2 separate regions of the Danio rerio genome follow, and region 1 is linked to region 2. The links are chromatin contacts, called in public Micro-C maps. All regions are on one chromosome and are shown on one strand. Each heading gives the region's core, a stretch centred on a gene start, on an enhancer-like site or on the middle of the called end of the contact. The rest is flanking DNA. Distances are from core to core; before and after follow the strand shown.

Region 1 (3,738 bases), core at 438-2,937, 690 kb after region 2:
TTGTGTGTTTACATACAGTATTCCCAATACAGTTACAATCCTATTGCCACATTACATCGTTGTGAAAACATGATATTGTTTCCTTCACTGATTTCCTGAAGATAAATACCAAAAAATAACGCAACCGGAATAACTACAGCAGTAGCGATTGTCAATCTCATATTAAGCAGAAGATCGCAATGACATATGATAAAGTGTACAGGTGTTGTAGCTGTGTCCCATTTCTTAGGGGTAAATTTTGATGCCCTTCCCTTTTACATTCTGTTTCAAGGGCCAAAGGGGACAGGTACAAAAATAGAATTGGGATTGGTCCCGCTTTATGTTAAGTGCCCCATCTACTATGTACTTACATCATGTCATCATGTATTGCAGAACATGTGTCGTGCTCTTGAGGTGGGATATGGGTAAGGTTAGGGAAAGGACAGTGTAATTATAACTCTCATTTTAAAAGTAGCTGATATTTAATCAAGCATAAGTACAATGCAATTTTTTTGTATTACACTATAAGTACATTGTAATGAATGATTAATTTCAGTGCAAGTGCATATTAGTTAAGGCCATTTAATATACTGTAGGGTGGGAACAACATTTAAAAATGGCACCTTTGAGTTTATCAATTTAACCATTATACGGCATGTCAAAAACACGACTACAGCTTTGATGAACAGTTCATAACTGACTAACTATGATTAAAAACTCAATGGCACATAAATAACCGAGAGAAAACTCTTACACAGTCGTAATGGTCTCCATGACATCATTATTTCTGAGCGTGCCTCGCACAGGTGAGAGGGCTTGACAAACCACCTGTAGAAAACACATCTCTCTGACATTTTAAAAAACACTTGCACCATTTTTTGCACCACACACTTTCTTACAATCACTTCATATAATAAAAAATTGCATGATTCTGCATTTAAGAAGTGTGCTTCACCCAGGTGAGTGGGCTTGACAAACCACCTGTAAAACTCTCTCGCTCACTCTTTCCTTCCCTAGCACTAAATTAACACTTCTTCGTGTGTTTTGCCTCTTCTTGTTGAATCACTGAATGCCTCCTCAACTGTGAGTTGCTTTGGACAGAAGTGTCTGCTATTTGACTAAATGTAAACGTAATATTAATTTGCAAGTAGGTAAAATACAAGTTTACGCTGTATTACTGAAAAAAAAAAACAGGGGTTTTCATTTTTGAAACACATCTCTTCATCCAAAGCACTGACCCAAAGTGAATCCACATGAGCCATTCCTTTTCCTATAATCACTGACAGTAGGCTTGATTTTACAGCCTCAAAAGCTTTTCCTCCGAACCTGCTTTAACAAAACACTCTGCCCATTCAGGATAACCTTTCTCTCTGCCCACACAGAATGGAGGTCTTTTTTGTTGCATTGAATTGTAGAAGTAGGTGGTCTCGCATACCTGTGATCTCTTCTTTCAGAGGTACAAATGCCTGCTAATAATACCCTCCTCGAGGACATTTCTACCAGGGTGAAGACCTCAAGCCAAACAGACTGACACTGAACCTTCATTGAACCAACAACGGCTCAAACGACGCGTGTTTGATCCTGGGGAAAAAGGGGGGGTTGGAGTTCAAATCAAAAGGAAGCTGGTCGAATTACATGGCCTCCGGTACACATAACCATGTCCATGTGTGTTTGTCTGGAGTGCGTTTTCCACAGGGGTAGCAGTGGGAAATAAGAGCCAAGAGTGACTTATCACTACAGGAATGTAAGGAGACCCATGGGGACGGATAGATGGATGGATGGAGAGCTGCTGAGAGGCACAGGCACCAGCAGAAGAGACTGCTGGGAGAACTGACGAAAAAGGTGAGGAGAGCTTAAATAACAGAATCACACAAGTACCACTTAAGGCTTTTGTTCACACCTTCACTTACAAGTCCTTTTTTGTCGACCGAGCCAGTGCCAGATGTGGAAGTCACATGTGGACATTATATAGAATACTGCACATAAAAGTCCTAACTTAATGTCTGGAGGATAAATCTAAATATTGAGGGGAAAGTTCAAGACTTTATCATTGAAGTAGAGTTTTTTATATGCATGACTAAACCTGGGTCGTTTAAATCTAATCTAGAAAAGAAGAGTAGTGTTGTGAAATATCATTATATATGTGGTTGGTGAATAAAATGAGGCAAATGCAGATCTATGCAGAAAACAAAAGATAAATATTCTTTAAAAACCTTTACATTGGGAAAAACAATGTGGAAAAACCTAAGTATTTACATTGCTTTCCTTCTTATACCAACACAAAAAATGGCAGTTATTTTAGCAAGAAAACAGTAACAATGCTAGGGTAAAAGTCTGTTTCCTTATATACTTCACTTTTTATGTTTTCTGTGTGACATTACTATGTCTTTACTTTTTTTACAACTATGTTTTTGTCAACAGTTGTGTATAGTAGAGCTCATGTAACATTTAATGTTAATAAAAATAGTTATTACATTACTTTGGCGTCATGTGTGTTATCATGATGGTGTTTAGTAGTTGTGGGAATGGCACCGAGCACCTTCTACATATTAGTTTATGTAGAAGGAATGTGTTTATAGAAAAAAAATTGTTTGTGATGAGCTTTTAGTGGTGATCTTGTCCATGTTTACAAAGGTAAAATGTAAATGGTAGTACTTTAAACTGGCGTATTTGCATTGTATAAATTAATGAAATATGGCACAGTTTACTGTATTGTAAATTTCTACTGTATGTTTGGTGTTACAATTCTGGTGAATATACTACACTACCTGACAAAAGTCACCTATCCAAGATTTAGGAAAAACAAGTAATAACTTGACTTCTAGTTGATCATTTAGTGTCAGAAGTGGCTTATATGAAAGGCAAAAGGCTCTAGATTACGCTTATTTTACCAAATAAAATATAATCCTGCCTTGATTTTTATTTATTTAACTAGGACAGTAAGGTCTGACTTTGCTTAGACAAAAGTAGTCACTTAACATAAATAATAAAGAATATAATGCCATGGTGGAAAAAAATTATATTGACTCTCATGACCTTGGAAGACTGCATCCATACATCTCAGCAATGAATCAAATAACTTTTTAATAATGTCATCTGGAATGGCAAAGCAAGCGTTCTTCCCAAACTTCATCAAGATTCTTTGGATACATCTTCAATGCCTCCTCCTCAATCTTACCCCAGATTTGTTTTATTTGTTTTCAGGAGCTTTGATGTGGAAGCTGGAGTATGATGAGTGCTATCCTGCTGAAGAAATTGCCCTCTCCTGTGGTTTGTAATGTAATGAGCAGCACAAATGTCTTGATACCTCAGGCTTTTGTTGCCATCCACTCTGCAGATCTCTCGCACGCCCCCATACAAATTGTAACCCCCAAATCATGACCTTGCCTTCACCAAACTTGACTGATTTCTGTGTGAATCTTAGAGCCATGCGAGTTCCAATACGTCTTATGCAGTATGTTGTTTGTAATGATAAGGACGCAGTTTAACAGATGATTCATCGGAAAAATCTACCTTCTTCCACTTTTCCTAATTATCAACTAGAAGTCGAGTTAATATTTGTTGCACTTACAATTGGGATCAACGACAAGACTTTTGTCAGGTAGTGTATTATCACTATGTAAACATAAGTGCCATAATGTCAATCAATAAACGTAATCAATAAAATGTATTAGAATTATCACTGGGACAGTAATTATCACTAATTATTTTGCTATGGTTTTATATTTAAATTTGTTTTAGATAATCTTTTTATTGTTG
Region 2 (3,735 bases), core at 220-2,719:
GACATACATTAAAAAAGTGTTACTGGCGAGTTACTGATGTGCATTAATGTTATATTTTTTTCTTTAAAAAAGCGGGAATCTCATGTGACAGTACAAAGCAGTATTGGTGCTTCAGAATATTTCAGGCATATGGACACATATTGGATAAGTGGAGCAAAGCCACAGCACATGCAACTTGACCTTCCATTGTTAAATAAATTTGGTAAGAAGTGCGCAACATTTTCAAGCTAGAAAGCATGTTTAATGTGGAAATGTAACTGATTTGCTGATATGCTGCAATGGCTCCTTTAAATACGACATCAATGTAGTGAATTTTGACGCTCTCGTACCGAGAGCTGTGAAAGCAGACAGCGTTGTCACCAGGGTGACCAGAGCGAACTTTGACGCTCTCACCACCTTCTGTGTGAATGCACTGTGCACACTCTAACTTCCATATGCATACCTCAACAAAAAAAATGTAAAGATCTGGGAAATTATATAAAATTTATAGCTGAAAAGAAAGAAAATGAGGGGAGAAAAAACAAAATAAATGGTCATCACAGAGGAAACAGTAACCAAAAGCTTATGTGATTATTCATCACACTGTGTTTCGACCACAGCATGAATTTCAGTTTGTCGTTCATTTATGTCTGTGAACTACCTTCTGTCCACTACCAGATATTTTAAATACAGACTTTTAAGATTAAGCAGAAATAACAACTAGTATCTTTTCTAAACTTCCAGTGATTGAAAATTGTTAATGTTTGAATATCGTGTATTTATTTACATGATAATGTGTATGTTATAAACGGCAAAGATTACCGGTGACGCGACGAGTGATTCAAGAAACTTTTCCCAGTTCATCTCTGATGAAGAAGTCAAAAAGCATTGCTAGCAGTTGCCCTGTGGCCCTCAGTAGGCGATACTTTTATCTCTGGAGTGTGGCCCATTTAAATGTTTGTACTTGACCTTTATTTAGCTTGATGGCTTCCAGACTCCCTGCGTTTAGCATGGCATGTCGGATATAGCAGTGTTTACACAATGTCTCTTGTCTCCCTGGCCCCTCTTTCTTCCTCTCTTTCCTCCAGTCACCAAGATGGATGAATTTACTTTAGTCCTTCAACCTCTGGGGTTTGGGAACAACCTCGGAATGACCTCTTTGAGAGAGAGGGACAGATTGAGAGAGAGTGTAGGAGTGTGTTCGTGTTATGACTACAAGCGGAACGGCCTGAGATGATGGATAGCGTTAAATGACTGTCTGACTTCCAATTCATCATTTTTTTCACTGCATCTCCACCTCTCCTCCCAGCATCGCTAATGTGTGACTCTAGTTAAAGCTGTTTTAAAACACACTCCCGTTCCCTGTGGCAATAAAACCACTTACAGTAAGCCTGCTGGAAAAACAATAATCATATGGTTATACAACAATGCTTACTCATACGTGAGGAGACACACACACACACTCACGCATCACTGGGCAGTCTGTCTGAGAGTGGGTGGTGCTATTGTTTGCTGGCCCTGGGCAGTAAATCTGGATGTTGCCCATGGTGTGTTAACCTCTATGTGTTTGTGTGTCAGGGGATGAGACATCACTGCAGACTACAAACACAGTGCGCTATGAATTACAGCCCATCTTTCATCACACACATTTTAACAAGCCATAAATTACAGCCTGTCTCTATAGAAACGATAAAAGACATATCTACAGAAGTATGTCGATATTGCTGATATACTTCTAGTTTAGCTTGTGGAAAGCTAGCGGAGCTGATTGGTAAAATAACTTCTACAAAAACAGATAAAGAAAGATGTTTTTCATTGATCCTCAGAGGAAAAATAAAAAGAACAGGAAGCTTTGACTTCATCAATCATTCATTTCAATTGGTTACTCAGCATAGAACAAGGCAACGCGAACAGACAACCTTGAGAGTCTGTGTAAGAGATGAGATACTAATGTTAGATGAGAGTGGCATTTACCAGGCCAGAAAACAGCTTTGTCGATCATAATAAAATAGGTCTACGACTGTCAAGCTGTGACGAGATGCTCATTTCCAGTGTAGACCGGGTGTTAGCTCAACTTTAGGCTGTTGCCAAGCAACAAAATGGCCCAAGATCATTACATGAACACTTTTCTGCATTAATAAAATATTGCAGATGTAAAAATGTTATGTTTTTATTAGTGGTGTAACAGATCACAAATCTCACATTTCAGATCACGTTATGGTTTTATTAGTCACGGATTGGACTATTTTTCGGATCAGCCAAAAAGGGGAGGAGACAAATGTAATTTGCTTTCTATTTATTACAAAAACAGTACTGCAAGACACCTTTGGCTATAACAAACAGAACATAAAACCTGTAATATTATTAAAAATAAAATAAATAATCAGCTGAATAAAAATAAACAGTAAAATATTCAGTCCTGTGAAAAATTCACTGTTACAACTGCTGTTTCTGATGATGCTAAATGTTTATATCTAACATTATAATATGTACAACCCATATTTATTTTTTGTCTCATTTTCAGTAGAGGATTCAGTTATTCACTCATAAAACTATGTTTCATTGTTAGATGTGTCATTTTTGAAGAATTATTCAGTGGCATATTTTTGATGGTTGGTTGTCGCCACCTATTGTCTAAATAATGTAATTGTTGCCTACATATTTCATTTTTAAGCATCATTAAATGCATGTGACGGTGATTGTAATCTTTACCATAAACATCAGTGGTTATATCAAAACTATAAACTGTTATTCAAATGCTTTTGTGTTACTTGACTGTTTGTAACTTCATTACTATCTCAAGACTAAAGACTAAATTTTTTCCTTGATTTTTGCATTTTCAGATTTGAACGCAGCGATTCGAAGAATTAATAAACATATGCAAATCAACATAATTTACAATTTATGTTGCATGGGTGTTGAGATCCTGATCTTTCAATGATCAATCGTGCAGGTTACACTGAATGCATTAAACAAGCAGTGACAGAAAACACCTTTAATAACCTAAAAAACCCACTACATTCTGAGAACCACAACCACCACAACTTCTTCCATTTGTGATTTGAATGACACGAGAAGCGATCTTTCTGTGATCGATACATACAAAATCATTCTACAAGTAAAAAAAACTGTATTAATTTGCTGGTTGTGTGTTCCGAACAGTGGGTTGTGATCTGTACGAATCACAGATCAACTGTGATCAGTTGCATCCCTAGTTTTTATGTTTATCCAGCCATATTTTAGATGAAGAATTTAGATGTTGAGGATTTTAGTTTTTATCTAAATACTTCCAGTTTCATCTGCTTTAAGTTATTCTACTAAAACACTCTGCTGGATTGGTTGATGTTGCAACCTGGTATTTGTTACAATAACGTAAATGTATTATTGTAAACAAAAAGCATGCGGGTTGCTCTTCAAATAGTTTACATGCGTTTTTTTGCACAAGTCTCAGAGATTTATAGGAAATATCTTCTGCACTAGAATATAGGGTTGATAAAATTCTTAAAATGCTAAAATACCCATTGCAGCCAGTGTTGAGTTGACAACAACTGGTATGCAAACATTCATACAAACACACACATACACACTCCTGAAGCTTCAGACATTTGTGAGACTACAGCACTCAGCGACCGCTCTGCTATCTCAAGAGCTCTCCACATCCATCTATCTTGCTCTTAACAACTCTCAACTGCCTCAAACTTCATCTCTCTGCCTCTTCTTTCCTTCTCTTCATCCTCTCTCCCCCTCTTTTTCAAT

The links. Hi-C and Micro-C count contacts between places; a contact is called where the count stands out from the background.
Region 1: a contact with region 2 is called in a Micro-C map of caudal fin, with 5 times the contacts expected there. The contact joins two enhancer-like sites. A contact is called at or near these places in 1 of 18 Hi-C or Micro-C datasets (caudal fin) and 2 of 4 datasets of contacts at active chromatin or transcription factors (caudal fin and embryo).

The regions. Positions count from the first base shown.
Region 1 is chr10:32,820,709-32,824,446 of GRCz12tu, forward strand. The region is part of intron 1 of auts2a (activator of transcription and developmental regulator AUTS2 a); the gene reads right to left. Among named protein-coding and RNA genes, the nearest start is that of auts2a, 35 kb to the right of the region's middle. Within about 2 kb of position 1,688, at least 13 of the 62 cell types and tissues checked have an H3K27ac peak or open chromatin away from gene starts, as enhancers often do.
Region 2 is chr10:32,127,777-32,131,511 of GRCz12tu, forward strand. All of the region lies in intron 9 of auts2a (activator of transcription and developmental regulator AUTS2 a), which reads right to left. Among named protein-coding and RNA genes, the nearest start is that of cxadr, 120 kb to the left of the region's middle. Within about 2 kb of position 1,470, at least 8 of the 62 cell types and tissues checked have an H3K27ac peak or open chromatin away from gene starts, as enhancers often do.